2 separate regions of the Mus musculus genome follow, and region 1 is linked to region 2. The links are chromatin contacts, called in public promoter capture Hi-C maps. All regions are on one chromosome and are shown on one strand. The core of a region is the stretch at or near the end of the contact, and the rest is flanking DNA. Distances in the headings are between cores, read along the strand shown. Region 1 overlaps Wnt7b (wingless-type MMTV integration site family, member 7B). Region 2 holds the start of 5031439G07Rik (RIKEN cDNA 5031439G07 gene).

What was found. Promoter capture Hi-C pulls out the DNA fragments that hold promoters and counts their contacts.
Region 1: a promoter capture Hi-C map of embryonic stem cells shows a contact between it and region 2, with 2.4 times the contacts expected there. The contact joins the enhancer-like site here to the promoter of 5031439G07Rik in region 2. A contact is called at or near these places in 4 of 39 promoter capture datasets (embryonic stem cells, frontonasal cranial neural crest, hippocampal neurons and 1 more) and 4 of 115 datasets of contacts at active chromatin or transcription factors (embryonic midbrain, extraembryonic endoderm stem cells, forebrain and 1 more).

The regions. Positions count from the first base shown.
Region 1 is chr15:85,568,529-85,571,228 of GRCm38.p6, forward strand. The region is part of intron 1 of Wnt7b (wingless-type MMTV integration site family, member 7B); the gene reads right to left. Among named protein-coding and RNA genes, the nearest start is that of AU022754, 11 kb to the right of the region's middle. Within about 2 kb of position 1,348, at least 51 of the 459 cell types and tissues checked have an H3K27ac peak or open chromatin away from gene starts, as enhancers often do. A contact at or near this core is called in embryonic stem cells, extraembryonic endoderm stem cells and pancreatic cancer cells, where this site is marked.
Region 2 is chr15:84,986,440-84,989,314 of GRCm38.p6, forward strand. It overlaps 5031439G07Rik (RIKEN cDNA 5031439G07 gene), which reads right to left and starts at 1,532. Exons shown (of 10, transcript NM_001033273.3): 1 at 1,170-1,532. The coding sequence starts at 1,233. Gm39558 (a long non-coding RNA gene) reads left to right here and starts at 1,596. Exons shown (of 4, transcript XR_875533.1): 1 at 1,596-1,693; 2 at 2,716-2,875.

The DNA.
Region 1 (2,700 bases), core at 98-2,597, 580 kb after region 2:
CCCAGGCAAGAGAGTAGAGATTCTGCTAAGGGCTTTCCCACCCTTCCACATAGCTAACATTCCAGCCAGGCATCCCAGGACCCCACCCTGGAGAGAAAGAAGGCAGTCTGGGAGAAGCGGGGTGGTGAGCAGGAAGCCTGTGTAGGTTGGGGTGGTTGAAGATGGGAAAGCCACGCCCACCCAGTGGCACATGGCGACATGGGCAAAGAGCTTAAGGGGGCTAATGGGTTCACTGAGTCCTCATGGGGGTCACTGTCATTTCACTGACTGACCTCTGACTTCAGAAACTTCAGGGCCTTTCCTGGCACGCAGGGCCCAACATAACATACCAAGTCCTGGCCTTAATGGATCAGGTCTTTGCCCTCAGAAGGGTACCCTGTCTCTCCAGCAGTCAGATGGGACTCCTGGGTCCACTGTGCCTCCACCTCCAAGAAGCCTGTCTGACCCTGCTCAGTTCTCACTTTGAAAACACCGTGTGTGTGTGTGTGTGTGTGTGTGTGTGTGTGTGTGTGTGTGTGTGCCAGGCCCAGCACAGAGGCTGAGGTGGCTCCCCTGGCCCATACTCTTTGCTTCCTACAGTACAAATGGAGACAGCCACATTCAGAGATGCCAGGGCCCCCCCGAGGCTGTGAGGCTGGCTGAAGCCCAACTGGTGCTGAGACCCCCCCATAAGCCCAGCATGGCACTTGCTTTAAAACCTATGTGATACAAGGTGCCCTGAAGGCATGGCTGGCCAAGACACCAACCTGAGACATAGGGACAGAAGGACAGGTGGGTGTAAACGGTGGGAGGGAGTTGGCAGGCCCCACTGGCCTACCGCCAGTTTGGGAGTCTAAACACTGGATGGCTGAGCCAGCACTTCCTGGGATACTGAGTATGTTCTGAGCTGTGAGTCTGGGGACCAAGTCCCACACATGGAGGACAGCAAGTCACCATCTCTCTACAGACAGACCTCAAGGCAGGGCTGAGTTCTTATGCAGAATCAGGTGGGAGACAGAGCCTAGAGAGGGTGGGGCCTGCCTGACCACACAGCAAGCACCCAGGGCAGTGTGAGCCTCAGCCAGGAGCCTGCCCATTCCTGACATCTTTTGTCATCACAGCTGGGGCCTGTCTGAGTCAGAAGCCCCCTGGGGACTGTACCATGATCCCTCACCTTAGGATGTTCCCCATGACCTTGATGGCTTCCCCAGTCAGCAGCCTCAGAATGAATGCCCTGGGAAGGGGGCCACTCAATCCCAGTGGCTAGCCTGGCTAGCAGCCCATTATTCCCATTTTCCAGAGGATGCTCAAAGAAGGGCTGTGTTTGGTCCAAGGCTGAATAGTAGCTTGGCAGCAATAAAACCAAAGGCTTTGTCTCTGCCTCCTTGATACCTTCCCGCTGCAGCTGTGGCTACCCTGTTCCTTCCTGCTACAGGAGTCCCCGCATTGGAAGGCACAGGCGAAGAGGGGTCTGGCCTTGTAGCCCTGACTACACACCCTGTCCCATTGCTCTGTCTGTGTGTGTGTGGGGGGGGGGGAGGTGTCCAGAAAGCATCACTGACCTACAAGCCGCCAACCTATGTTGCCTCTGGAGCAGGGCTATCACACACACACACAAAAGGACTTCCCTCAGGTGGAGTCATTGTCACATACTCTACCACAACCATGCCAGGAAGGAAACGCAGAACCTCAGGCATGGCCGCCACAGGCGCCACAGCCTGAAGGGAAGGAAGCTGTCCAGCTCTATCTATCCTGTACCTCACCCTCTGCAAGAGGACAGACATCTAAGCACTATTCTTCCTGAGCATTTTCAGGGCTGTGTCCCTGGAGTCCCTCATGCTATGCATCTCTGTCCCAGAGCTGTGACAGGGTAAATAGCAGCTAGAATTGTGAGCCCCTGGCAAGCACTCTCTCTACACCACCTGCCTGCCCAACCAACCTCAGGCTCGCTCATTTTGCACAGTGCTTTGGCCATGGTACATTCAAGCCCATCCAAAGGTTCAAAAGGTCACCCCGAGAAGCTGGCAGGCTTAATCTGGTGCTCCACCCTGTGGCAGGGTCACCAAAGGGAATGTCAGCCCTGCTTGGTCCACAAGAAGGCCACTCCAGCACTCCGGTCTACTGGAACATTACGGTGGCTTAGATTCATCCTTTCCCCACAGGCCAACCTGGTCTACCTGACCACAGAAACACAGAGATAGCAGGTTGACAAATCTGGCTCCTGGGGAGGGTCAGCTCTTGGAAAGTCCCAGCACTTCCTGCTAGAGGTGAACCTCCCAGAAGGTGTTCAGACTCAGCCCAGCCCTCAGTCTCTGCCTCAACCTCAGACTGATAGAGGTGACTTCTGAAGCATCTCGGGTCACCCTACTCCGGAAAACCTTCCCTGGGTCATCCTTACTAACAGGAGGTCAGGGTCTCCGCTATGGGAGCTGCAGGGTTCTGTGTGAACTTGGAAGAAGGTGGGCAGGAAAGGCTGAGGTAAATTAAAGGAGTGTGAAGAGTCAAGTGAACGCAGTAGGAATTGCCAGAAGGGCTCTAGAGCCACGCCCAGATGGAAAACCAAGATCTCAAGTAGCCAAGGATACCTCAAGTCCATGCCCAGCCGCACCCAAGAGTATATCATGACGAACACACTGAACCTCCATACAGGTCACAAGGTGGCTGGCCAGACCTACCTACCTACCTATCTACCTACCTTTCTCCCTGTTAAAGCTGGCCTCA
Region 2 (2,875 bases), core at 282-2,781:
CTAAATCAGCTACAAACCATTCTCTGGACACCTTTTTGGAGAAAAAAACCCACTAAAATCTGTGTCCTTATCTATACCCCCAGGTGGCTGTACCTGCCTGACAAGAGAACTTTGCTGAGGTGAGCTGGGCTAGACCCTGCTGCCTAAGAAGGCCAGGTGCTAAAAAAGTCTCCTTCAAAAAAAAAAAAAAAAAAAGAATTGAAATTCACTTCTGCTTTTCACAGAGCCTCCCGGGCGTGGCCTACCAAGGGACCCTGAGTTCCAGGTGTTACCCTCTCCCTCTGCTACTGTGGTCCTACCAGGGTACCAGGGTACACTTCCACTTTGGAGCACTGACAGGATCTAGAAGGCTGTTACTTCCCTCAAAGAGAACTCAAGCCCTGACAGGGAGGTGGGGGTGAGGGGACACAACATAGAATGAAGTCATTCCTTACATGAAGAAGGGAGGGGTCTTTTTTTTTTTTTTTAGAGAAAATGACAAGCCCAAGATTATAGGGGAGGGGGTTTCTGCCACATGGTTCTGGGCAAATGTATCAGTTATGCATTACCTCACATCCAAGACGACCCCACCCACACCTCCCAGGCCCTTTCAAACAATGAGACACCCCCACCCCACCCAGCAGCTGAATGACTCCTTAGACCAGAATCACACCCGGAGAGGCTGTAGCAAATCCCTGATTCCAGTGCTAAGTAGGTGGGTCAAGGGGCAGAGGCCCAACAGGTCCCTTGTAGAGCTAATGGACAAGAGGACCTTTAGGTGCAGAAAGACAAAGGCTACAGCAATCAAGAGCCGCGGTCTTCCATGTGGGCTGGGGAATGTGGTCAGGGCACACTGCCTTGAACTCTGAACTCAAGGGCCTCCCAAAATCTCACGCCCACACTCCCTGCAGCAGCAGTGGGGCCCCCAGATCTTCCAGGAGAAGGAAGAAGAGTTAAGGAACCACGAAGAGGAAGAAGGAGCTGGGACAGATATCCTGGCGGTCAGAGGAAGATAGGGACGCGGAGACACAAGGATCGGGGTTCTGTGGTACCAAAAAGACACTGAGACTTGGGGTCCCGAAAGACAGAGCCCAGGGCGGTGGGGATGCACGGAGGGCAAGGAGCACAGGGGGACTAGCGGAGGTGGACTCGCGCGGACACTCACGCGCGCGCCCGTCCCCGTCACTCACCCAGGCCGCAGACCTCACGGCGCAGGCTAAGGCGTCCGCGCTCCTCGGCTATGGCGCGCAGCATGTGCTGCAACGAGCGCTCCTCCGCTTCGCTGCTGTCCACGGACTCCCGGGAGGCGGCCGGCCCAGCCCGGAGCCCCGCGGGCGCGGACGCCGAGGCACAGGCCCTGCCCGGCGGCCGCGCGGAGGCCATGCCGGGCCCCGGCTCATCGCCCGCGCCGCGCCCGCGGGGGCCACCGACACGCCCCGCCGCCCGTGCCCCGCTGCCGCCCGCCGCGAGCACCAGTGAAGCCACAATCCGCTTTTGTGTGCGTCGCCGCCGCCGCCGTCGCCACCGCCGACCTCGGAGCACAGCGGAGCACTGCGATCCTCAGCTCCGCCACCGCCCGCCCGCGCGCGCTCGACACCGCCCAGGCCCCACCCCCGACGCGGGCCCGCCCCCAAACCCGCCCTTTCCCCGCCCCCGACACGCAAAGGCCCTGCCTCATACTCCTAAAACTCCGCCCAGATCTCTGGGCAAGGCGGTGAGTCGTCCCTGGTCCTGGCCCCGCCTACTTCCTTGCGACCAGCTGCTGCCAACTTCAAAAGCCCATCGCGTCCTCGCTCCAACCTGTCGCGTGACGTTCTCGTCATCTCATTCCCACACCTTCCTTGGCCTGCTGACCTTCCCTGCTGCCCGTGTTCCCCAACCCTGAGTCCACTTTCTCCCGCCCCCCGCCCCCCCTCCAGTAGAGTCACGCCTCTGAGCCGCCCCCTCTGCGCCTCACTGATTTTGCGCTTTGTCACCGCCCTGTGCATTCCCTGAAGCCTCCAGCACACCAGCTCTGCTTATTTCTGTCTGAACCTTCCAAGTAGGTTCTGCTAAAAACTTGCTTCACAAAACTCAACAAGAAGTTACCACCTCCTTTCGGAGGTCTCCTGGGACGCCTCAGTTTCCTCTGCTGAACACTTAGGAAAAGGGGTCAGAGAGTTGCTTCCTGTCTTAGCTCCTGTGCTGACTAGAGGCCAGAGGTGGATCAGATCAGCTTGCATGTGATCCTAATTAAAGGCCAAGGTCCAGCTGGGCATCCATCCCTGTGCTAAAAGAGGAAGATGCAGGGAGCAGCCGCCAGAAGCCACGTTCTGAACTCACTCGGTGGTCCTTTCCCAGGACCAGGGTAGGTGACCATGCACTGCTGGTCTCAGCCAGTTACATTTCCAGTGTCAAATTCTCACAATCATGCTAAGCATAAAGTTCTGTCTGCCCCGACTCTTCTTCACCCTGTCTGGGATACCCTTCTCCTAGTCTCCTGTCTCCTTTGGATCCCAGTGTCCTCCAATACATTTCCTCAAAAACAAACAAACTATATCTTGCCTGCCTCCTGTTCTATTATTCCTAGGCACAGCATCCTTACCACTCCCCTGACATCACACTGCATAGCTGTAGGAGGCGTCTCAGAAAACCAGCCCCTTTCCCTTGGGCTTCCCAGTCCTCAGAATGGTTTAAGCCTCCCGTCTGTGACATTGCACCATGGCAGCTCTAACTAAGACACTGTGTATTCCTCAGGCCTGGCTTCTGACAACTGTATTCCCAGCGCCCAATAAATGCAGGCTGTGTGATGGAGACTGGAGAGAGGCCTGCTGAGGAAGATTGTCTCTAAGGAAGGTGGGGTGGGACCACAAGGTGTGGAAACCACTCCAGAGCAGGAAATTGGCAGCTTTGGCAT